Regions from separate parts of the Mus musculus genome. Here all the other regions are linked to region 5. Evidence: chromatin contacts called from public Hi-C, HiChIP or PLAC-seq and promoter capture Hi-C data. All regions are on one chromosome and are shown on one strand. Each heading gives the region's core, a stretch centred on a gene start, on an enhancer-like site or on the middle of the called end of the contact. The rest is flanking DNA. Distances are from core to core; before and after follow the strand shown. Region 1 overlaps Lekr1 (leucine, glutamate and lysine rich 1). Region 2 has its middle 73 kb from the start of Gm25755. Region 3 overlaps Lekr1 (leucine, glutamate and lysine rich 1). Region 4 has its middle 44 kb from the start of Gm35039. Region 5 holds the start of Lekr1 (leucine, glutamate and lysine rich 1). Region 6 has its middle 24 kb from the start of Gm35039.

Evidence for each region. Promoter capture Hi-C pulls out the DNA fragments that hold promoters and counts their contacts. Hi-C and Micro-C count contacts between places; a contact is called where the count stands out from the background. HiChIP or PLAC-seq counts read pairs in DNA pulled down with a chosen protein or histone mark.
Region 1: a contact with region 5 is called in a promoter capture Hi-C map of pre-B cells. The contact joins the enhancer-like site here to the promoter of Lekr1 in region 5. A contact is called at or near these places in 3 of 39 promoter capture datasets (liver, macrophages and pre-B cells), 1 of 484 Hi-C or Micro-C datasets (cortical neurons) and 3 of 115 datasets of contacts at active chromatin or transcription factors (CD8 T cells, bone marrow-derived macrophages and embryonic stem cells).
Region 2: a promoter capture Hi-C map of the SN4741 cell line shows a contact between it and region 5, with 2.1 times the contacts expected there. The contact joins the enhancer-like site here to the promoter of Lekr1 in region 5. A contact is called at or near these places in 16 of 39 promoter capture datasets (the 3T3-L1 cell line, 3T3-L1-derived adipocytes, the C10 cell line and 10 more), 24 of 484 Hi-C or Micro-C datasets (B cells, MC3T3-E1-derived osteoblasts, Th2 cells and 18 more), 16 of 115 datasets of contacts at active chromatin or transcription factors (CD8 T cells, the NIH/3T3 cell line, bone marrow-derived macrophages and 12 more) and 3 of 9 other capture datasets (adipose tissue, embryonic stem cells and pancreatic islet).
Region 3: a contact with region 5 is called in a Hi-C map of bone marrow-derived macrophages, with 2.6 times the contacts expected there. The contact joins the enhancer-like site here to the promoter of Lekr1 in region 5. A contact is called at or near these places in 6 of 39 promoter capture datasets (the C10 cell line, cranial neural crest, embryonic stem cells and 2 more), 8 of 484 Hi-C or Micro-C datasets (bone marrow-derived macrophages, cardiomyocytes, cortical neurons and 4 more), 6 of 115 datasets of contacts at active chromatin or transcription factors (bone marrow-derived macrophages, cardiomyocytes, embryonic stem cells and 2 more) and 1 of 9 other capture datasets (adipose tissue).
Region 4: a FOXA1 HiChIP or PLAC-seq map of pancreatic cancer cells shows a contact between it and region 5. The contact joins the enhancer-like site here to the promoter of Lekr1 in region 5. A contact is called at or near these places in 10 of 39 promoter capture datasets (the C10 cell line, cranial neural crest, embryonic stem cells and 5 more), 1 of 15 datasets of contacts at CTCF or cohesin (the NIH/3T3 cell line), 3 of 484 Hi-C or Micro-C datasets (bone marrow-derived macrophages, neutrophils and uterus), 14 of 115 datasets of contacts at active chromatin or transcription factors (astrocytes, bone marrow-derived macrophages, differentiating embryonic stem cells and 9 more) and 2 of 9 other capture datasets (embryonic stem cells and liver).
Region 6: an H3K27ac HiChIP or PLAC-seq map of extraembryonic endoderm stem cells shows a contact between it and region 5, with 4 times the contacts expected there. The contact joins the enhancer-like site here to the promoter of Lekr1 in region 5. A contact is called at or near these places in 5 of 39 promoter capture datasets (the C10 cell line, cranial neural crest, macrophages and 2 more), 1 of 484 Hi-C or Micro-C datasets (the AML12 cell line), 9 of 115 datasets of contacts at active chromatin or transcription factors (bone marrow-derived macrophages, embryonic stem cells, extraembryonic endoderm stem cells and 5 more) and 2 of 9 other capture datasets (adipose tissue and macrophages).

The regions. Positions count from the first base shown.
Region 1 is chr3:65,795,266-65,799,433 of GRCm38.p6, reverse strand. All of the region lies in intron 9 of Lekr1 (leucine, glutamate and lysine rich 1), which reads right to left. Among named protein-coding and RNA genes, the nearest start is that of Gm25755, 26 kb to the right of the region's middle. Within about 2 kb of position 2,698, at least 1 of the 459 cell types and tissues checked has an H3K27ac peak or open chromatin away from gene starts, as enhancers often do. A contact at or near this core is called in pre-B cells, where this site is marked.
Region 2 is chr3:65,842,693-65,846,457 of GRCm38.p6, reverse strand. No RefSeq gene overlaps it. Among named protein-coding and RNA genes, the nearest start is that of Gm25755, 73 kb to the right of the region's middle. Within about 2 kb of position 1,952, at least 65 of the 459 cell types and tissues checked have an H3K27ac peak or open chromatin away from gene starts, as enhancers often do. A contact at or near this core is called in the NIH/3T3 cell line, the SN4741 cell line, granulosa cells and 4 more, where this site is marked.
Region 3 is chr3:65,817,867-65,821,945 of GRCm38.p6, reverse strand. Lekr1 (leucine, glutamate and lysine rich 1) reads right to left here. Exons shown (of 13, transcript NM_001166659.1): 12 at 1,853-2,152. Among named protein-coding and RNA genes, the nearest start is that of Gm25755, 48 kb to the right of the region's middle. Within about 2 kb of position 1,520, at least 31 of the 459 cell types and tissues checked have an H3K27ac peak or open chromatin away from gene starts, as enhancers often do. A contact at or near this core is called in adipose tissue, bone marrow-derived macrophages, granulocyte-monocyte progenitors and 1 more, where this site is marked.
Region 4 is chr3:65,882,740-65,886,401 of GRCm38.p6, reverse strand. No RefSeq gene overlaps it. Among named protein-coding and RNA genes, the nearest start is that of Gm35039, 44 kb to the left of the region's middle. Within about 2 kb of position 1,636, at least 56 of the 459 cell types and tissues checked have an H3K27ac peak or open chromatin away from gene starts, as enhancers often do. A contact at or near this core is called in the NIH/3T3 cell line and pancreatic cancer cells, where this site is marked.
Region 5 is chr3:65,664,561-65,668,652 of GRCm38.p6, reverse strand. Lekr1 (leucine, glutamate and lysine rich 1) reads right to left here and starts at 2,425. Exons shown (of 13, transcript NM_001166659.1): 1 at 2,342-2,425.
Region 6 is chr3:65,902,300-65,906,318 of GRCm38.p6, reverse strand. No RefSeq gene overlaps it. Among named protein-coding and RNA genes, the nearest start is that of Gm35039, 24 kb to the left of the region's middle. Within about 2 kb of position 1,403, at least 100 of the 459 cell types and tissues checked have an H3K27ac peak or open chromatin away from gene starts, as enhancers often do. A contact at or near this core is called in adipose tissue, bone marrow-derived macrophages, extraembryonic endoderm stem cells and 4 more, where this site is marked.

The DNA of each region.
Region 1 (4,168 bases), core at 1,449-3,948, 130 kb before region 5:
TTAAAAAAGATTAGCATTACCCATAACAGGTAAACATGTATAAATCAATAAGCAAAATCAAGCACACCATCAAAAGGAAGGAGAAAAGCTCTTTTATCACCTCAATTCATGAAAATGCCTTGGACAAAATTTAACACTCAACACTGAGCAACTTAGGTGTAGAAGGAACATACATATACTTCAACAGAATACAGTAAGCCAGCATCTAATCTTGTACTGCATAAGAAAAAGCTGAGAACATTCTCTCATAATATCCAGAGCAAGACCACCAGTTGTATTCAGCATAGCTCTGAAAGCCCAAGGCAGAGCAATCAAGCAAAGGAGAGAAAGGAAGGCATCTGAACTGGAAATTTTCGAGATTTGCAGATGACATGCTCTTACACAGAGGAAAAAACAAACAAACAAACAAACAAACAAACAAACGGGGACTCCACCAAACACCTACAGAGATTAATACACAAATTTAGGAAACATTATAAGATGCATTACAGAAAACATTTGCAGGATACAAAAATGTAAAAATGCCTGTTGTTAAACACTAATAGTAAATTATCTAAAATAGAAACCAAGAAAGTAATCCCACTTTTTCAGTAACTATGAAAAATAAAACATCTAACTATAAGGGTGAAAGATCTCCACACTGAAACTATATAAAATTGAATTTAAAAATTGAAGAGAACACACAAATTGAAATACATTCTGTGTTTATAAATTAGATGAATCAATACTATTAAAATGTACATATTGCCAAATGCTGTTTATAGAGTCATTATAATCCCTACCAAAGACATTCTTCAGAGAACCAAGGAAAACAATCCTAAAAGTTCTCTGGACCACATGCATGTGTGCATATGCACACACACACACACACACACACACACACACACACACACACGCGCGCGCGCGCGCACATGCATACATGCACACACATACATGCACACATACACATGCATTTGTACACACGCACATGCACACATGCACTTGCACACACATATGTGCACCTACAAGAGCATTAATAGACAAAACAGTGTTTACCAAAGGGAATAAAAGCAGGGAATTATGCTAAATAATTTCAAATTAATCAAACAGGAGGAAACTGGCAGGACAGACACAAGCACCATTGGGATAGGACAGGGAATGGGGGTGTAAGTCCACATTATGACCACATACTTCTAACACTCAGCGTGCAGGGAAGGAAGGACAGTCACTTCAATAAATAATGATCATAAAATTGAGTAGACAGAGAATGAAATTAGATCCCTTAGCTGACCAGATGCCAAATCAAACTAAAAGAGAATTAAAGGCTCACAGGTAAGACCTGAAAAAATGAGGCTCCTGGAAGAAACTATGGAGGAGACTAGGGCATCTGAATGGGCAAGGTCTTTTTAGAGAAGACCTAAAAATCACAGTAAACAGAAGCATAAATTGACAAATGTGATCATGACAAAGCAAAAACCTTGTGCAGAGCATAGGAAGTAGCCATCGGGCTGAGGAAGCAAGCTGCCACATGGGAGGCCATACTGGTAAACCACACAGTTTAACAAGGAGTCAATATCCAAATATAAGAAATTCAAATAACAGCAAAAACCTAATACAATGCACAGTAAACATCTCTGAAGAGAAGACAGGTAAATGACTCAGCAGGTACGGGCAAAATGCTCAACACCACCAAACACTGGGAAGTTCAAATCAAAGCTTATACGAGCTGCTATATCACTTTATCCAATAAGAATGGCTACTCCAAAATGAGAAATGCTGCAGACTAGGAGAAAAGGGAGCACTGTCATTGGGAATGTAAATTAGTGTAGCCATTTTGGAGAACATGAGGGGAGGTCCTTAAAGATCTAAAAATAGAATTACCATCTGGTCCAGCAATCTCACTGCTGGGTACATATCAAAGGGGGTGGGGAATTGTATGTCAAGGAGACATCTGCACTCCCATGTGTACTGCAGCAATAGCCAAGAAATGGAAGCTAGTATCCATCACGGGAATTCAGAAAAGTTTGGTGAAACAACGGCATATTATGGCAATTACAAAGAAGAAACTCCTACCATTTGTGACAATGTGGTTAGAACTGGAGAGCACTGTGTTAAGTGAAATAAGCTAGGCACAGAAAGACAAGCTAAACGCTGCTGCATGATCTGACGCATATGTGGTTTACAAAGAGTTGATCTCATAAAGTTTAAGGGTAGAATTGCAGTTACTAAAGGTGGGAGAGGCTGGGGGTAGAGAGAGGTGAAGCACTTGCTCAGGAGGACTGACTACAGTAGGAGTAAGAGGGTCTGGTGTTCTAATGTTAACTGTGTGCCACACTTCCAAAAGCTTGAAGAAAGTATTCTGACTATTTTCATCACAAGGACATGATAAATGTTTGAAGACAGTGCTGTGTTTAACCGAGCCATATAGCTAAAATCAAAGTTAAAAGGGTAAGTGGAATCTGCTCTAGTATCATGGTCTTGCTATCCACGTGCATTGGGTAGGGTTCTAATTTCCCTAGGTATGACTTCCCTCTTTTAAGCCAGCCTTAAGTTCAGTTGTAAAGCTGTCAGTTGGTTATTGCCGACACACAGCATCACTACTGCCCCTTTAGGGATATCTTACGTGATGGTGTCTATTATGGTTCATAACGGCCACAGCTGCATGGAACTATGACGATTTCCTCCCTTTGTAGCTTTCACTTCATGGTACTTGTGAAAGTTAGTCCTCAGGGGGCGTTTAAGTCGGCTCTGGCTCACTCCTCCTCACAGTTCTATGTCCACAGTGCACAGTGTCTTTAGTAAATTTCTGGGGAAGCAACCAAGCACAACAGCAATAGCTTATATTGTTTTAGAGACCCTCTTAGATTCTCCTGGCCAATGAAAGGAGGTTTCTCACATCAGGTACTGGGCTGGGGGAGGTTATTAGATTAGACAATCTATGGCTCTTTGGAGGAGTCTTATCATCGCAAGGGGGTGTAACTTTACTTAGCTACATATATACGTATTCACATATATGTATTGTATGTGAGTTTAGGTAAATATAAAACGATGATTCTCTATATGTTTTTCAAGCATCCTAAGCATTATTTATTCCCCTTCCTCTCTACTTCCACTCTCTTAAACCAATATAATTCCTAGCTTCACTCTAAATATTTATCCTTACACCCACAGATAATGTAACTCATACCCCTCAAAAAAGCTTCTCTTGGAAGCAGAAGGAGATCATTACAAAAAACCATAACTAGCCAAAAATACAGACAACAACTGAGTGTGGGTTACCCAGCCACAACTGATACATCCACAACACAACTCCTGTACCGAAGGTACAGATTGTAAGACTGTAAGAGGCAGAGAGCCAGCAAGTCTGCTGTGAGATTGTGCCTTCTAGTTATAGGGAAGCCACACCCGTAAATCTAAACATGGCTGCCTAAATAGAACCTGAACAATTCCAACATTGGTTGACAACCCAGTGTAGATGGGATGTGGGAAGGGCAGGAATCTCATAAAGCCTCACTCCTATATAAAGAGATACAAGCATTTAATAACTGATGAGAGAGGGAGAATTAGTTTCCCTAGGGATAAGTCCCCTAAATCATTATCCACTACCAAGTGCTTACCCTAGAAACATGCATATAGGCAAAGCTGAACAGATTCAGCAAGCAAGATGTATTTATATATTTGTTTTACGCACGCACGCGCACACACACACATACACACACACACGCACACACACACACACACACACACACTCACACACACACACACACACGCACGCACACACACACACACTCACACACACACTCACACACACACACATACACACACACACACACACACACACACACGCACACACTGGTTAAAGAGGAGAAGGCCATGAATTTCAGAGGGAGAGGAGACATAGGATAGGAAGGAGGAAAGGGGGAATGATGTAATTCTAGTTTAAGGTTCTGCAGACTTCAGCAGTTCTCCACAGACTATTTCCTTATATTTTCCCTGTCCTTTCTAATGCCCAAAGCCCATTTTTATGCTTTTAAGTCACCATTCTGAAATGTACAAGAACTTAATTTGTGTTTTTAAAGTGAAATGAGATAGATATGGTGGTTTGAATAAAATGACCCTCATTGGTCCATAGGGAGTGGCACTTAATAGGAGGCATGGCCTTGTCAGAGTGGGTGTAGCCTTGCTGGAG
Region 2 (3,765 bases), core at 703-3,202, 180 kb before region 5:
GGCAGTAGGATTGGGCTTAATGGGATTAGGGTATGGAGGATGGTGGTACAGGAACCACTCACTCAGGAAAACGCATGGAAGGTGCATTCCTAGGATGCTGTGAGCCCTGGTGCTGTGGCATTCCCTGATACAAATGGTTCTGGTGTGCAGGGAGGTAATTCCCAGTGTCATTACCCAGGTCTCCTTGGCTGAAGCCATCTGTCAGCCACAGAGCATCCTACTAGCAGACAGAGTTGTGATGAAACACATTTGTTCAAACATGGGAAATGGTGTTTGAAAAAAGCCACCTTCCTCAATTTCCTTTGACGCTATTATCCTTTGTCATGTCAGAGAGCTGAGCCCAAGGATGGCCAAGAGGCAGTGGTAAACTCACAGTCCAGGGTCTGGGGGAACCATGGGATTGGTAGTTGTCCCCTTCCCTCCTGCCCCTGCAGTGAGGCAATAAAAGATGGATCTCTGAGGCAGTGACTGAGGCATTGTGCATTAACAGCTACATGGAGATTTTCATTTCAAATCTCATGTATTGACAGTTGAAACTGGAGCTGTTACATAAAGCATCACTCAATGTCTTTCAGAGACTCTTTCTCAACACATCATTCACATGCTAGAACACAGAGAGGCCTTTAGATCCATGGGGAAAGTTGAGTAAAGGGTCCAGGATTTGTGTGGAACACATTATGTCAAGACATGAGAATGACAGTCATGGCTGCTGACAGAGAAAGCTTGCTTGCCCAACAGTGACCCAGTATGGCTGCACCCTCATGGACCAGCTGGCAGTACAGACAGATTTGGGGAGACAGCTGGGGACTACTCATGAGAAAGTCAAAGATTTGCAACAACAAGGAGGTTGTTGTTCTTACATGTGTCTCTCTAACCCTAGGTAAGGTACCTTGCTTCAGGAGGCGAAGTGGGACTCTGTAGGTTGGTTTAGTCAGACAGGAGCTATCATCACATGGGCAAGAACGCCAAGAATGCCAGTCTCTGCTCTGACACGCAGACCCTGTTGGAAGAAGTACTTCCCGTGTTGGCTTTGTTCTTCTAAACACAAGTCCACAAAACAGGCTTCAGAGGAGACTTGGAACCTGGCCAGAAGCCACTTCAGGCAAGTCACAGACAGCGGTGAGTCCCACTCACCAGCCCTTGTTTTTCCCATGGGTCACAATACAATGACCTCACAGAACAGTTGGAAGAATGAGTTTAAACAGGGGTCATTAGGTTGGAGTTACTGTCTGAACAGGCTTCAAGAGGGTCTGCGAAGCCTGGCATTTTCATGAAGCACTTGTACATATTTACATGTGTCCTCTTGAGGAGGGCCTAGGCCCTGCCTTCTACTGCAATTTCAAAGAACGTTGGCACTTTCACAAGGTTAAGAATCACTGCTTGGGAACCGTGTGGATGTGTGACTGCAAGCATCCAGTTAAACTATGGCCAGCAAGAACTTTGGAAGTCAAAGGAACACAGAGGAGCATTTGCTGCGTGAGACTCACAGGGGAAAAAAAAGTAGAAAATGTGACTTTTGACCCTCTGTAGCAAACAGCACCTTTTGGACATGACCTTAAATGAAGTCAGTGGTTGAAACTGAGAGGATAAACAGCATATCTGACTGGTCAGAAGACGTTAAAAGCCTTGTAAATGCAGGTGGTAGAAGCAGACTGTTGGCTGCAGTGGTCGGAAGGTGTGTGCAGTGTGTGGGAAAGATGTTCAAAGGGAGGGAAGGATGGACAGGGGCAAGAACTTTCCTGCTTGGTCTACACCCCCACCCCACCCCCGAGGATGCTGGAGGAAGCTGAGCTCAGGAGCAGACCTTCAGTCATGGTCCATCCCGAATGTAGTTTCACATGTGCATGAACTGTTTTTGGTTCTTTAGCCTCTGCGCCACAGGCGAGGCTGAGGGGCTTGTGACTCACTGTGGGTAGAAAGGGATGACTTCCAGTGACTAACGTCTTTAGGCAGGAGGCTCTTCATTCTTGCTGTGAGACTCATAGGGCCTCTCCCACTTCCATCGCCGAAGTCCTCCAGGCGGGCCTCCTGCGACCACACCCCAAAATCTACTTACAGAAGACTAAGCAAAGCAGTTGGAAAGCAAGAAACAAATTTTGGAGAAAAAATGAGTCCATTGGAAGAGAACTTTGCTGACGCCTTTATATGTCTCTGATGATATGGGTGGGGCCGCTGTAATCCTTGCTGTGGAGATGACTCCCTGAGCTCTGCCTGGAGTTTGGCTCCACTGACTGATAAGGCTACCGGTCCCTGGATGGATCAAGGACATTTAAATAAATGCTGTCTCTTCAGAGATAATTTCTTAAGTTTGTGATTCCTAAATTTTATAGAGATACATAATGTCCATGCTGAAGGAAGGCATAGAGGAAATATTCTGGTCCTGTATCCGGCCTCTGATACTTCAAGCACATGTATCCTGCAACATCTTCCCTTTGCTGTCAGCTGGTCTTCTCATATCATCTGTCAAATCAGCCTTCTCCACCACCCTCCTATCCTTCACTTCCACCACACCTAGGGAGAACCATTATGGGGTCTAATTCATTGTATCACCAATGCATGCTGTACAGGAATCAATCAACTCCTGTTTCTACTTAACACACCACATCTATATGATCAGCGACCTCCCTGTATGAAGCATACTGATGTTAAACAACTCTTGATGTAAAATCCTTTCTGAACAGTATTTGTGCTGCAGCTGGTAAGAATTTCTTTTCAGTCTGCGAGAAGCTTCATCCACACTCAGCACTATAAAGCCCTCATGCTTTTTATCTTTCTTGAATTGTCCATAGGTATAGGGATACAGTTCACCAACAGTCCCTGCTAAAGTCAAATATCCTCTCTGATGCTATCTTTCACAAGACAACAATCCATTTACAGGAGAGAAAAACAACTCCCAGGACCAGAGATCCTCCAGCTAGAGAGAACAGACCCAACTTTTGCTTTCTTCATTAGTTTTAGTATGCTTTTTTCCCCTCTGCTGCTTCACTTCAGAAAAGACAGATAATCACCACCTTTATGAGTCAGAATCATAGCTCAGCACCTGCTAGGAAATTGAAAAATATTTCCCCATGTCACATTACAGAGTGACACTCATTGTCTTCACACGGCTGCTGGCATTCACGAGTTTGCCAAAGTGACTGCACTGGAGGCTCTGAAAGCCAGAGCGATAATGAAAAACAATGACTGAAGACATTGCCAAATGCCAGCACATAAAGATAGTAACATGAACTTGATAAACTCGGGCTTTCATTCCTTTTAAATTGTGCAGAGGTTAATAAAGGAGATTCTGTTTATCTCCAGCACAACAAAGTAACAGATGCAGGAAGTTCTGAGTGGTTTTCTTGTTTGTTTTGTCTTGTTTTTTTTAAATGCAGTCATTTCACTATTGGGCACAGAGTTCACTCCAGTCTGTGCTCATAAAGGAGAATCAATATGCTCAGTATCACAGGCCTAAGCTTAAAAGGGAAACTCATGTCCTGATGCAACAGCATTCAGCATGTGAAAAGGTAGGGACTGACAATAGAGCTTCTTGCCCAATTGCCACGTAAAGTAATAAAGATCAAAATATTACTGATCTACAGATGGCAAGTGAATGCTTGATATCTCTCCAAGCCAAGCAAAAGATGCATCAACGTTTTCAGTGATCTCTGCTGCATCTACACTGTAGCTTCAAGTGTGTTTCTGTTCAAGAACAATGTCCAGCTTCTCGGAAATGGGAAACACGGGTGCTGCAATACTTCAAGGACAGTCACATTGAAATACCCA
Region 3 (4,079 bases), core at 271-2,770, 150 kb before region 5:
TCTCCCGCCTGGCCTGAGCTGCTGTCCCTCACAAGCACTGGCTGCCCTCTGGGGCCCCTCCTCCCCAGCCCAGGCTGGCTTGGGTTTACTCTTTTCTGTTTGTTGGTTTTGGTTTTGTTCGCTTTTAGAGTAAAAGTAAGTGATCTTGACTAGGAGATATTATGGGCTAAGCCTGAGGTTGCCCTGAAATTTAGAATCAAAAAGTCTTCCTGGGCCGGGCGGTGGTGGTCCACGCCTTTAATCCCAGCACTTGGGAGTCAGAGTCAGGCAGATTTCTGAGTTCGAGGCCAGCCTGGTCTACAAAGTGAGTTCCAGGACAGCCAGGGCTACACAGAGAGAAACCCTGTCTTAAACAAAATAATAAAAAAAATAAAATAAAATTTAAAAAGTCTTCCTGGAATAGGAATCTTTGTCCCTCTGCGACTCGAGTCTGAGTCCCGCCTCTCTCACTGTGTGAGCCTGTGACACTCTCCAAGCTTGTTTGTTAGCGTCTCACCTGTGACACATAAGTAAGGCTACATCTAAAGGTAGACACTGTTCTTATTTAGCGCTTTGTCTACCCCATACTTCACATTTATCGTGATATAAGCTCTCAGTTTTGGTTGGCAATTTAAATATAGCAAAAACATAGTGTTTATTATTAATAAACAATATTATTGCTAGCACTTTTTATTTGCTTCTTTATTAACGTGCCAATATGGCAGACAGAAATCTTATTTCTCACTAACATTCAAAACCGTCCATTCTTCCTTATATGCTATATCGCTATTATGGGATCAAGTATTACGATCAATTGTTACACTATTTCTAGCATGTTTACCAATTCATCATAAATAAGCCAGAGATAAAAATTTCTCAATAGAAATAAGCCTACTTCACAACAAGAAAACACTACTGATATAACTGTGCATATGTAAGGCAGAAGACGAAAGCATGTAAGTTGCTTTACAAGTCAGGTTGACAGAGCTGTAAAACATGAGACTCAAATTATCTTTACATTGTCCACATTTTTTTGAATGTAAGCAACATGTGCCCTGACGCTTTCTTTGGTGAGGATTTACTATTAAAGCAAGTGAGATCTAATTGGAAGACTTCTAGGTGTGGAGCTTTTAAGGGATTATTTGCTGCACAGAACTGGTTTCTAGAAAGGGCTCAGCCAAAAATGGGACATCAATATCACACCAATCCCCCCAGGGTCCATGGAACATGGTGGAAGAGGGAACAGAAAGAGTCTAAGAAATAGGGTTGGGTATTCTCTAGGACACGACAAGACCCTTGTACTTCTGAACTCTGTAGAGGCTGAGACTGTATATATAAGAGCCACATAGGATCAGGCCAGCCAGGGTCCAGCTTGGAGCAGGAGGGGCACGTGAGCCTCCCACCCCTAGTTGAGAAGCAGTGCTGACAACTGGTAGCTACTAGGGGAAAGACAGTCAGCTTTTCTTTAGGGTGTGGCCCCTGGTAGATGGACCAGGCCCCAGTATATGGCTGCACACTCATGGATACACGGGACTGTTATTAAACAAAACAAAACACTGGACGTCAGGTTGGGAAGAGGGCGTAGGGGGATTCCATAGTTGAGAGAAGGGAAGGGATGTGTATGAATATGACTAACAGAGATACACAGTATGTATGCATGAGATTCTCAAAGAATAAATGATACTTAAGAAGAGAACTGTCCTATGAAGCCAAGGGATGCCTGGGAGCCAGGCTGTGACTCTCTTCTTGACCTCCAACTGCCTGTCACATTTGCATTTGTCTGTCTGTCTGTCTGTCTGCGTACCTGCCTGCCTGCCTGCCTGCCTGCTTTTTAACTGGCCATGGTCCTCACTGGGGGCTCTCTGCTTCCTACCTCTTCCTGTGACTGGCTGAACTGCTGCAGCAGCTGTGTCTGGGCCAGCCTTACTCTTTCCAGCTCGTCTGACTTCTGTTTCATTTCCTTCTTCAACTCTTCGGAAATTGAATCATCACGGCCAGTTTCCTGTTTCAAACGACACTGGAATTCTGCTACCAGATTTTTCAGGTCTTCAATTTCTTTTTTCTTCGATTCAGACTCTTCTGTGTATTGTGCATGGGATTCATGCAGTTTTTCTTGGAGAGAGGCCACTTCCAGCCTCAGGTCCTTTGTAGCATCTGCGATTAGGTCACCTATCTATAAGATAAGTCTCACGTTAGTATACAGACAAGTGTGCTGTTAAGTTTCTTCTAATAAACCAGTGTGCTTGTATCCCATGTCATATATAGGCCTTCAGATAGTTTTAAGTCAACACAGAGTTTTATTTATTTTCCTAAAATGGTATCCTATTAACTACTTGGGCACCTTTGGAAATATTTAAATCTCTGTGATTGAATCCAGCTGCCAAAAGTAACTCAAGTTTTCACAAACAGATGGGAGAGGGCATGGCTGGGCTCTGGAACCTCCAGGTGCCTGACTGGTTTTTGGAGACACAGAAAGAGAACACCACAGTTGTGTCCCATTCACACCAGAACACCAAGTTCGCCTGGGACATATTTTTTCTTTCTTATATATAGATAGATGTACCCCAGACACTAGCTTAGTCTTCTATAGCTGCACTCTCCCACGTCTTGTGATCATAGAAATTCTGTACTGTTCTAAATGTAATGACAGTGGGGTGCCAGTAAATGTTTAAAAATACCCTCCCCTCACCCCCATCTCTCTCAGGTCAACTTTGTATCTAATTTTAACAGTGAAATGCCTTTACCACTATGGCTGATCTGTCACAACTGGTGACTTAGCTGGGATGAGCATTGCAGGCTCTGGAAAGCCAGGACTGGCTACAGAGCATTGGCAATTGAACCACTATGTTGGAAGAAGTATCACATTTGAGTGAACTGAACTGAAAGACAAGTGGCCACTCTGGTGTCATTATGGCGGTTCTAGAAAATGCCAGGACACGGCGCAAAGGTATCGCCTCTCACCTTACACAAGAACATGAGACAATAATTCAGGGGACTTTCTGCCCAAATCATCCCTTTGGAATGGAAAAGACTTTTTCTCCTTAGAAAAGAGAAAATTTATCTTGGTGGCTCATGCCTGAAATCCTAAGCAAGGCAAGAGAGCCACTGTGGGTCTACCGGCAGCCACAGCTTTCTGGGGAGTGACAGATCAGTGTGAGCTATTGGGTTATAAACTGAAAAGGGGAACAAACCATCGGCAAGCAAACAGCAGCAGAACACAAGAGCAGCCTTGCAGAAGCTCATCTAAGGTCCCTCCTTATACTCCAGTAGCAAACGAGCCATGGAAATCTGGAAATGGCACAGAGAGAGCTCCCAGAGCTCGCTGGACCACTGCTTCAAAGCAGTATGCATCTAAAATGTGTTTCAAATGTTAAATTTACATAAGGAATAACTTTGGGAGGAAATCTATTCACCACCATGAGTCATTTCAGAAATTAATATTCTACTATTTTCAACTAATCCAGAAGAAGGAAGAGAGGGTCACTTGGGTCTAAACAATGGTTTCCTTCTACCCCCACCCCCAGCAGAAGTGACAAAGACACAGAGTAAGCTGTCCTTTTGACAGGCGCTTCACAGGGCCACAAAGATATAAGTTTGGATTTTAAAAATAGGAGTCAACATTTAAAAATCAGACTTCACCTAAAAAACTTGAATTTAGACCTTTTTTAAGTAATGGAATTATTTTGTTTGCATTTCTCTGCCCACGAAGTTCCAAACTACTCAGGACAACTGTAGTCATGAGCTGAAGGGAGGAAGGAATGGCCACTCTGGGAGCCTTTGGTGCCAGGAGCTCTGCGGGAAGATGTGAGGACCTGTCCCAGACAGACCAGACCATCAGGGGGGCGGTGGCACCAAGTTCCCAGCATACACTTCATTCTTTTAATAGAAATTCACTTTAGAAATTCACAAATTCAAAGATGAAATCATCAAGAATTTCAGGACAGAACACCTGCAGAGCCCTCTGGGAGTGGCCAGGTACCAAGGGGCTGGACTCTGGGGTGGCTAAACTCTCCATCTTCACACAGAAACAGAGGCCCTTGGGCTGCTGGACGCTTAATTAGATTTCTTTATTACGTGTACCATGTGCTGCCTAAGGTCAG
Region 4 (3,662 bases), core at 387-2,886, 220 kb before region 5:
GGGGGTTAGGAGCTCAGCCTCATCTCTCCTATAGATTAACCAATGTGGCAAACCTCCCTCCCAGGCTGTTCATCTCTATGATGAAGAGGAAGCAACTTTACAGTTTCAAAACCCCAAGAGATCTGAGTACCAAAAAGAAAAAAAATGCACTTATAACTTATGTGGAAGCAAAATATGTCCTGAAATGAGCACACTTGATACAAAGGTCATTCTTGAATTGACATAGGCTCCCTACATTCTATTTCTGCAACAGAGACATTTAGAGAAATGAACACAGGATGTGGCTGCAGATGCTATAGGGTGTCATGTAGCCAGAGGTATGCACATTCTTTGACTTTTTATCAGATTCCCCCAATTCTGCCATGCCTAACTCACCCCTGGGATTTGAATTAGGGACTGTGGATTTTTCAGCACATGTATTACCACCATGAAGTGTGCAGTTTGAATTCTGCAACGCTGTTTGGATCACAAGAAAGTGAAGAAAGGACAGATATAATGAAACTGGGAGCAGGTGAGGTTCTCTAACAGCTGCAACATGAAACCTCACTGTGTTTGCTAGGTACTGCACAGGGGAGGGGTAAGCTAGTTTTAGGAGGAGGTCTCTGAGGGTGAGCTGTCTCATGTCTCAGGCTATAAACATCCAGGAAGAGGAGGCCTAATTGCTCACACTGGTCAATCATTCCTAAACACTCATTCAGACTTTTTTGTTTGTTTGTTGGTTGGGGTTTTGATGGTATCCAAGAAAGGAACAGTCCCACAGAAGCCGCCTCTGGGCAGCAGTCAGCATCTGCCCTTCCCTTCAGTGCAGTGCAGTTGTGGATACCAAGAAAGGCTGTGGGGAGTCATCTTCCTAGCAGCACGCTATGGAATGCAGGCTGGCAAGGAGTCCCAGTGTTACTTTTTGGGGGAGATTTTCCTCATCCCACCCTCAACCCCTGCTTCTGGCTGAACCTGAAGTAATCTACCCCCATAATGGTCTAAGGCAGTGTGTGGTTCTCAACCTGTGGGTCAAAACCCCTTTGGGGGGATCAAACCGTTTTCACAGGGGTCACCTTAGGACCACCTGCATATCAGATATTAACGTTATGATTCAAAACAGTAGCAAAACTACAGTTACGAAGTAGCAACGATAATAATTTGGTGGTTGGGGCATCACCACACGATGAGGAACTGTATTAAAGAGTCACAGCATTGGGAAGGCTGCAAACCTTTGGTCGAAGGCCTGAGCCTTGAAATAGTGTTTCAAAGGATGGGCAACGGTGGTATGCCAGAGGGGAAACAGAGGTTGAGGTGGTTCTTCTTGTTGCTGACTCTACTCCAAAGCTTCCGATTATGTCACACGAGGTAGGGGCATGCGTCAGACAAGCAATGTAAGGCCTCTGGAGTGGGTGTCTGCTACAGGTGTTCATGTGTGCACACCCGTGGCCCACGCCTGTGCTGGGGTGGCTACCAGCCTCCCGTGCAAAAAAGTTCCAGCAAAACAGCTGGTGAGTGGAACTCTAAGTGGAAGTGATTTTCCTAGCACCATGACAACAAGACACCCTCGGAGCTAATGGCGACACTTCAGTCCTCGTCCTTCTCTGCTGGTTCCTGCTTACACTTCATGTTTCTTAAAATACTTGCCTGGCTGGCAATGTGGTGACTCACCTGTACCATCGCTGCACCAAGCCAAGTGGGAGGCACTTCCTTTTGCAGAGGAGTCGGGAGCCAGCCCAGCACCTGAAGCCTTTCATTCACATACAGTTCCTGTCAAGGGCGGGTGTTCTCATTCTCTGCCAAGGCTGCAATTGCCCAAGAAAGCAAAGCCATATGGATGTGTCAAGCTGCGGTACTTGGACTACACAGAGTTCAGGGAAATTAGGCAGATTTGCCTAGGTATCTCCTTCTCATCTTCAGTCCTGTGTGAGGTACCTGGGCCAAGTGCTGAAATAGGAAATTGCGCATGGAGTCACCATTGCCTGTGGTGCTCTGGGGCATCTCAGAGCCAGTTTTGCTTCTGGAATCCCGTGAATTCTGATGTACTTAAATGACTTAAAATTCTGAACTTGTGTGAATTGGAACTCACCCAATCTGTAATGTTAAAGTAGTAAAAAGAAATATTTGTCAAGAATTTTGCTGTCGACTAAGATTGTGTGTACCTTATATCTGCTTGGGTTCTGCGGGCTACACACTGTGTTCTGTATGCCCGGGAGTCAGTTCAAATCCTTGGTTCACTGATTATTAGCTGGGTGACTTTAGTCAGGTTACTTTGTCTCCTGGAATGTTCATTTCCTTGACTTTTCGAAATAGTGTCCTCCAAATTACATAAATAAAACGAGAGCCCATGACTACGAAAGCACAGTACAGGGGTAGAAATGTCTTGGTGCTTTCTGCAATTCCAGATGACCTGAGTTTTGTTCCCAGCACCCATGTCAGGGAGCTAACAACCACATGCAACTTCTGCTTCAGACTATCAGACAATCTCTTCTGGCTTTTATAAGCAGACAGACAGACAGACAGACAGACAGACAGATAGACATGTTATATAAAAATAAATCTTCTGGAGAAAAAAGAAAGATCCAGGATAGAGCAAGGCCAATGTATACTTGTGCCTTTTCCTGTCTCTGTGGGACTCTCTCTCTCTCTCTCTCTCTCTCTCTCTCTCTCTCTCTCTCTCTCTCTCTTTCTTTTTTTTCCGGGGACAGGGATTATCTGTGTAGCCCTGGCTGTCCTGGAACTCACTCTGTAGACCAGGCTGGCCTCGAACTCAGAAATCCACCTGCCTCTGCCTCCCAAGTGCTGGGATTAAAGGCGTGCGCCACCACCACCCAGCAGGATCTTTCTCATAGTTTGGAATGAGCACTAGTTCTGGCTACCCAGTGTTAACATCAATACATTTGCATATGTTGGTTTGCATACCTTTAGAACATAGTAAATAATTATCCAAGAAATAGATGATCAGGACACATACCCTGAGACCAGTGGTGGTGAAAATCTCAAGGAGAGATTTGGATGTGTCTTAGTTAGGGTTACTATTGCTATGATGAGACACCATTATCAAAATCAACTTAGGAGGAAAGTGTTTGTTTCACTATGGTTTGGTATAACAATTCATCATCAAAAGCAGTGAGGACAGGAACTCCAACAAGGGAGAAACCTGGAGGTAGGAGCTGACGCAGGGGTCATGGAGAGGTGCTGTTTACTAACTTGCTCCTCATGGCTTACTCAGCCTGCTTTCTTATAGAAATCAGGACCACCAGCCCTTGGGATGGCCCCACCCACAATGGTCTAGACACACACCACCCATCACTACTTAAGAAAATGCCTTATAGGCTTGCCTACAGCCTATTTTTTTCTTAGTTGAGGTTTTCCTCTTCTCTGATGACTCTAGCTTGTGTCAAGTAGACATACATTAGCCAGCTCAGATGGTCTTCATAATGTTATAAAATCAAAGACTCTAACTTCCAGAGACCTGTGGGTAGTTTCCTTCTGGAAGATCCGTTGCGATTTTCTGTATTATAAAAAGTTGTTTCTAACTACAGGGTAGACCAGCTGGTAACACACTGGCAGCTATCCACTCATTTTGCTGCAAGGCTCCTTTCTAATGCCCTTCCTCAGAAGCATCCTGCTTCCTCAGATCTGGCTCAAGCTTCTGCCGACTTCTGGGTGTCCAGCACAGAGAT
Region 5 (4,092 bases), core at 1,176-3,675:
TAGAGTTACTAAGTTATGAAATCCAGGCGCTGAGCCGAAGAGCCACCAAAGCATCAGAGACAACATAGCAACTGTAACAGAGATGGAGATCCACATAAATTTATCTAGATTTTACTTTTAACAGATTTTCATTTGCTAATACCAACAATTCAATATAAAACTTTTTTTTATTACTTTCATGAAACCACAGACAACAGAGACATTATTTTCTTTCTTCAGAGTTTTTCCAAATTGGACAAAGAATACCCAATCCACTCTTGATGAAGAGTCTGCCTCTCTGTCCACGGAAAGAGTAAAGGGAACTAAGAACGGCTTACTGATTAAAGCCCACGCACTGTAATGCCAGTACCCATAAATGTAGAAATAGCAGCTTTGGCGGGCAGAGACAGGGATCCTAGAAGCAAGCTGGGCGACTGGGCTCACTGAGCTGGCTGACCAGTTCAGAACTCAGGTGAGAGGTCCTGTAAGGTAGAGAGTGATGAAGACACTGGGCATCAAACTCCAGCCTCCACACATACAAAAACATGCATACACAGGTGTGCCTATGAACATGAATACACACATGGATTTGTACTAACCAAATGTCAGAGAGAGAGAGAGAGAGAGGTAGAAGATGTCAAGGCCAGAATGGTTGAGTGGAACAGATTCAAGTGAAAGAAACACAGATTCCACAGCAGAAAAGATGGTCTAAGGCCCGTGTCTGCAGAACACAGGCAATGTGAGAGTCAAGAGAGGATAATGACCTATCTTTTGGGTGGGGGATGGGAAATCAGCAAAGGCTTCCTAAGATTGAGTTAAATTAGGGGCAAGAGAGTGAAGGAAAAAATAATGCTGGTGTTATTTTTGTAAACTATGCAACCATCAGTGGAGGAGAGATTCCTCAACCCTGTGTTAGCCCAAAATATCCCTCATTTCAATAAGCTACTATTTAAAACAAACAAAACTAGTGAGCTGTCTTCCCACGTGTGTGCTTGGTAATATTAACTGAGGCCAACCACGGGAGTAATGGTAATTATGTGGACATGGGTCCAAGTGACCAAGTACATAATCATATACTGTCATAGTCACATGGCAAGAAACCAGAAGGCATTATCTTCAGTTAAGCCATCATTGGTGAATGGAAATGATAGTATCTTGGGCTCCACAGGAATATTTTTCCCTTATACAGCCAACTATATCTCCTCTTAAAGTGCCATCCACAAAAGTATTAGCAAGCATGGACCTAAATAACGTATAAATTCAAGGTACCAGTGGGATGTTTATTATTTAATGCCTTCGCTGTGACTACTCTTAACATATTACTATGTCACCAGAAGTGGCAGGCTTCTGGCTATGAAAGAAAAATTTAAAAATAGCACCCTGGTAAATTTGAAAGACCTCTAAAACGAAGTGGAGGAGAAACTGATGTCAATGCACATCGCACAAGACATAGTAACAAGATTACAGGCAAGATACATTCATTGGATTCGTCCCAAGAACATGTGTAACTTGTCCTCATATAAAGACACTTTATTGTAAACCCATGTAAACTGTGAGTGCAGACTGTAATAACTAGGTGCTTTTCTGCTAAGCAATGCATGCTGATGATTACAACTAAGAGGTGGGCACCTAAAATTCCCAAGGTGACTAGAAGGGTACTACTTTCTTTAACGTTTATTTTTGTTATTGCCTATATTTTAAGAAACAGCTTGTAAGCCGATTAGAAAAGTCCATTGGGTCTTTATAAAGATGTGACTACTCGTGAAAAGAATAGTAGAATCCACATATAATTCCGCTTTTCAAGAAGTGTAGGGCTGTTTGCTCTTTAGCAGAAGAAAACGTGATTTTTAAGTTACCCATTCAGTATTTTAACCAAACAAGTTCCTTTTGGTCTTTCCCATTATATATGTGGAAACTGTCCTTGGCAAAAGTACAGAGGTACGTGGCCGCTGCTACGTGCGTTTGAGAACCTTCTCTGTGACACTGGTCACGAGATAGACGTGCGTGTTCTTAAACGCAGAAATGCCCTTGGTGGTTCATTTCCGATTCTTACACCGGTGTCACGCCCGGTCATTAACTCAGGTTCTGCTTCCAGGCCCTTCCTCAAGTACCATTCCGGGGGCGTGATTCACCGAAGGGCAGGTCGGGGGCAAGAGAGCAGGAGGTCACTGCAGGAAACTAACCGCCCGACCGGACTGCGCTGGCCCAGGCCTCGCCTGGGGCGCCGAGAGGCCGCCCCACCTTCCCGCCTTCCTCCTCCCGACCCCCGCCGCCCCGCAGTCCCGCGCCGCCAGTCTCTGCGCCGGAACTGTGTCCCCGCCGACCGGGTCCTCTGAGGACTGAGGAAGGCCATGACCCTCACCTAGCCCGGGACTCCGCAGGGTGTAAAACGGCTTCCCTGGTCTCCCGGGCGACCGCGCTGCACGTTGGCCTGACGTCAAGGCGCGGTGACGTCACAGCCCCCGCCGACGCGGAAGCGGAGCTTCTTTTGCATCATTTGTCCCAAAAGCGAGCTAGGCGGAAGCTGGAGCGGGTGGCGGGGGTCGAAGGAGAGGGCGGATTTACGCGCGGTTCTGTGACGGACGGGGATGGGGCTCTGGAACCCGCGGGGACGACGGGCAGCCGAGGCTGATGAAGAGGCGGGAAGTGGGTGGCCATGTGCCTCATCTGCAGGGGCAATCATTGTTGTCGAACGGAAGGAAAAGAAGCTTTTAAGTGGAATTGACTGGGGAAGGCTTGCTTAGAATTTCATTCTGGTCCAAAGAAGTCAAGATGACGGGTTTAGTTCATGAAGTATTACTGAGACGTGCTACTGCACACTCAAGTAATGGAAGGCCTCTTGTTTTTACACACTGACGACTTCCCTTTATTCATACTTTATTCATAAAACAAATACTGATGACCTACTACGCAACAAGCAAGCAGGATGAGATGATGCTTGGTGACTAACACAGGCCACTGGTATGATTAGTGTCTTCGTAGTCTGCTCCTTTTCCAGGAGCATCTGAGGTCCAAAGTTCTGATCCTCCAGTAACTAAAGAAAACACGGTTTCCTAGCAGAAAAGAACAATAATTGCTGTTAAAGAATAGTTTGCATGAATAGAAAGAAAAGGCATTGGAGAGAGGAAGGTGAACAGGTGATTTGAAATAGTGCCAGATCTATTGGAGCTGCTGGTTGATCACTAGTATGAAAATAACCGCATGAAAATAGTGAATACTCCCCTAAGTCATGAAAGATATAGATTATGCAGAAACTAACAACAGTTACTTACTATTGAGTAACTAGTATTATGTACTGTATATCATTGAATATATACAAGAGGGCTAGAAACAGAGGGCTTCTGACAGCATCACCACGAACACTACACAAAATGTCTCGGTAACTAACATCACTAGATATTAGGAATTTTATACCAAAAGTATTGTTATAGGGCACATAACTACAGTTTGGACAATAATTACCGAGCACTTGTATCTAAAAAGGAAGGCAATCCTCTGAAAATGGGATGAAATCCCATGGAAATGCTATAATTCACTTTCATCTATGCCTCTTCGTTACACATCACCTTGAGTCCATTTTCCTTACCACTGTAAATGCCCTCTCAATCCTAAATCCCATTGCTAATTAGCCACAAGCCTAACTTTCTGTAGGAGTGCCACATGTGGCACTCCTACAGAAAGTTTTCATTATTATATAAAGTCCAGTTTAGGTAGTGGTAGACCCAGTAAGAATTTAAAAAGAAAGGATAGCTTCCGGAAAGAACAGAAATAAGAAGTGTATTTCCAATTGGCCTATGCCAAATGGTCAGCCCTTGAAAACATGCATACAAGAAACAGTATGTGGCCTCTACAGGTTGTATTTGGAAATATATGTGTATATGCAAATGCATGTTTGAATCCAAGAACAATTGGGTAAAAGAAAGACAGTTTGTGCCTAATCTAATTGCATCTCGTTATGCCCTGTTTGGTGGATATCACTGGGAGGCCTGCTCCTTCCTGAAGAGAAATAGAGGGGCAGTAAGTCTGGGGGAGAGGGGAGGTTGAGGCCAGGGGCTAGAAAGGGGCTAGGAAGGATGGAGGGAGGGGAGGTTGCAGTCAGGATGTATGAGAGAA
Region 6 (4,019 bases), core at 154-2,653, 240 kb before region 5:
CAGAGTGACTCAGGCAAAAAACAAATGGGAACGCTCAAGAGACAACAATCACCGAGAAATGGGAGGGAGTTGAAATCCGATTTCCTGCGCCTTAGTGTTCTATTTCTCTTTAGTCTTGGACACAACGTCTTGGATAGTAACAACCTGAAACAAAACTGCTTGAAGCTAGCTGGAGCCAGGCATTTTCCTAGCAGCACATTCCAGCCCTGGAACTGTCTGAATTCTAAATCTCCATTATCCCGTTCAGTTTCCAGCAGCCTTTTGCAAGCCCTGTGCCTTAGACTCTGTGTGCCTCAGACAGCCTGGACAAGGCCCAGATTGTGTGAAGAGTTCTCAGTGGGCACAGGGTACAAATGGTGGGAGGGGAACTGCTGGGGGGGAATGTTCCTGCCGAGCCATCCTCTGTAGATGGCCTCTAGGAGGTCAAATCCCGAGTCAGAACTAGCCTGAGTGTTGTTCATGCTTGGTGCTGGGGTGAGGGCGTTTGGGTGTGTGTGTGTGTGTGTGTGTGTGTGTGTGTGTGTGTGTGTGTGTGTTAGGGGGAAGCAGCTGATAATGCCAGTGGGCATTTTTGTCTGAGCCTCACCCCACAAGAACTTTAACTTCCTGTTTGTTACATTCTCTTCCAGCAGAAAGAAAGAAACTGCAGTAGACTATCTATCCCAATCTCAAATGTGAAATGAACAAACAATCAAATGCTGTCTGGATCATGAAGCTAGAAACAGAGGTTTGAGAGGCCCCAGTGAGAGTTTAATAAGTGCTGCCTGGAAGAGTGTTGATTTGGAAACTCTTGGCAGCATTGATGACTTCCTTAACAACGGAAGGAAAATGGACCAGGGTTTTTTTTTTTTTTTTTTTTTTCCAGAGTTTAGCAGCACAGCCAGGAGAAAGAGAATGTCTCCCTCATCCGCGCTGCTAATTTCCTGTTGGAGAAGGTCTCCCTCACCCCTGCCAACTGACTGTGTGTTCTTGGGCACAGCCTTTATCTCTGGGTCTCAGTCTTCCCATCTGTAGAATGAAGAAGTGTCAGCCCAGGAAAGTTGGAAGGTTCTTTCCTGCCTGATATCCTGAATCTGTGCAAGTCATTTTCAGCTCTGCTAAATTATGCATTGCTCCACTGAGAGGGAGGGAGAGGGAGAGGGGGAGGGGGAGGGGGAGGGGGAGGGGGAGGGGGAGGGGGAGGAGGGGAAGAGGGAGGGAGAGGGGGAGAGAGAGAGAGAGAGGGAGAGAGAGAGAGAGAGGGAGAGAGTGAGAGAGAAGGAGAGAGCGAGCTAACTTTGTGCAAGAGATGAATAACATGCACAGCTAGACTTTCTGATTAAGTGGGGCTCAGCACCTCGATGCACTGTGCTTAGCTGGGATGATGAGTCTCTGCCTGAGGGAAGACAGAGCTATTTTGAGGCAGGGCTGATTAGAGATAAGGTGTTGCATTTCTTTGCCAAATTCTGGCCATGACTCACCCAAAGCTCTTAGGCTTAAAGCTTAACCCTTGATGAATGGATGTAAGCTAACCTGCTCCTCACACTCCAGCTCTGTCTGTCCGTTAAGAGCACCTTTGACCTCTCCTTGTTTAGAGAGCACCTCCGAGGCGAAGCTCGTGTTTGTAATCTCTCTCCCTGACATCTTCTCTCCTTTGCTCTTTTCTGTTACTCGGTCTTCTGAGTTATATAAAAGGGATCAACTTCAAAATCCTCTTAAATAAATCCAGCCACCCTGTTAGGTAAGGGGATGGAAGTGTCACAAGATGCTTGGAAGGGGAAAATACTTCTGCATCTAAAAAGCCTGGAACATGAGCAAGCTATGCAACTGACCAAGAAAGAGACCACTAGGTTTATGTTACTTTGAAAGCCAACAAAATTAAATCAAGGGGCAGCTACGACGTTATAGAATGCTTCAGTGGGCTGTTCCCACTCTTTACAATCTTACTATGTTATCTTTAACCTGTTTGTTTATGTTTTGGCTTGACACCGAGGAAAACCCCTGTGGCAGTTTGACAGGACAGGGTTAGGACTGGGGCTTACACGGCTCCTGATTTTATACAGTTGCTTTGGTCCTAACAAGCAACATGCAGAAGGAATTTTTAAAATTGACTCAGATTTCAGAAACCCTTCAGGGAGTTCATTCCTTTAAAAACAGCCTGTACCTCAGCCCTTTCTAAGGAGAACAATCATAGCTCTGTTTGCTTTGGAAAAGGCTTTTTTAAAAAACCAAAAAAAAAAAAAAAATAAAAAAATAAATAAATAAAAAACCTTATTTTTGAGGGACATAACTCAATGTGGCAAATGATATTGTTTTATTAATTAATTAATTTGCCTCCTGACTTCTGTCTCCCCTCCCTCCTCTCCTCTGAGTTTCTCACCCACCACTACCCCTCCTAACCATCCATTCCTTCTGCCTTTCTCTTCTGAGAAGTGGAGGCCTCCCATGGATATCAACCAACCCCGGTATGTCAGGTTGGAGAAAGACTAGGTGCATCTTCTCCTATTGAGGCTAGATGAGGCAGCCCAGTAGGGGAAAAGGGTCCCAAAGGCAAGCAACAGAGTCAGCTCCTACTGTTAGGAAGACCAAGCTACACAACTATAACCTATGTACGGAGGGCCTAGGCCAGTCCCATGCAAGCTCCTTGGTTGGCTGTTCAGTCCTATGAACCCTGGTGGACCCAGGTTAGTGATTTTGTAGGCTTTCTTGTGATGTCCTTGACCGCTTTGGCTCCTACAATCTTTCTTCCCCCTCTTCTGCAGGATTCCACAAGTTCTACCGAATGTTTGACTGTGGGTCTCTGCATCTGTTTCCATCAGTTGCTAGGTGAAGCCTCTCTGATGATGGTTATGCTATGCTCCTGTCCCAGCACATCTTGTAGGTAGGATGAATTGCATGTGGAAGGTTTTGCATTTGGATTGGTGTCCCAATGCCTCCACTGGAAGTCTTGCCTGGTTACAGGAGATGGCCAGTTCAGGCTCCATATCCTCCATTGCTAGGATCTAAGTTAGTGTCACCCTCGTAGATTCCTTGGACTGTTCTTGCCCTAAGTTTCTAGCTGGTCCCAGAGATGCCCTCCCCGTTCTAGTTGTCTCTCCCAGTACTCTCTCCTCCTGTCTTCTCTCTCACATGATCTGTCCTGTTTCCGTCTCCCCTCTGTCTAGTCTGCCATCCCACCCCAACCACCCATGATCTCTATTCTATTTCTTCTTTTCAGTGAAATTCATGTGATTCCCCCTTAATCACTCTTTGTTACTTACCTTCTTTGGGTCTGTGGATTGTAGCATGGTTATTCTTTATGGTTAATGCCACTTATAAGAGAGTACTTACCATGTTTGTCCTTCTGGCTCTGGGTCACCTCACTCAGAATGATCTTTTCTAGTTCTACCTCTTACCCACACATTTCATGAAGTTATTGTTTTTAATAGCTGAGTGATACTACATTGTGTAAATGTACCATGTTTTCTTTGTCTGTTCTTTGGCTGAGGAACCTCTAGGTTGTTTCTGGTTGTTATGAATAAAGCTGCTGCGAACATAGTTGAGCAAGTAGTCCTTGTCGTATGGTGGAGCACCCTTTTGGGTATATGGCCCAGAGTGGTATAGCTATTCCCAATTTTTCTGAGAAACTGCCAAATTGATTTCCAAAGTGGCTGTACAAGTTTGCCCTCCAGCAATAGAGGAGTGTCCCCCTTGTTCCACATCTTTACCAGCATGTGCTGTCTCTTGAGATTTTAATCACTAACCATTTTGACAGGTATAAGATTGACTCTTGGAGTCATTTGATTTGCATTTTCCTGATGGCTAAAGATGTTGAATATCTCTTTAAGTGCTTCTCAGCCATTAGAGATTCCTCTGTTGGAGAATTCTCAATTTACATCTTTACCCCATTTTTTAATTGGGTTACTTGGTTTGTTGATGTCTAATTTCTTGAGTTCTTTACATAATTTGTGTATCAGCACTCTTTTAGATGTGGGGTTGATGAAAATCTTTCCCCATATGTAGGCTGCCATTTTGTACCTCACAGAAACTTTTCAGTTTCA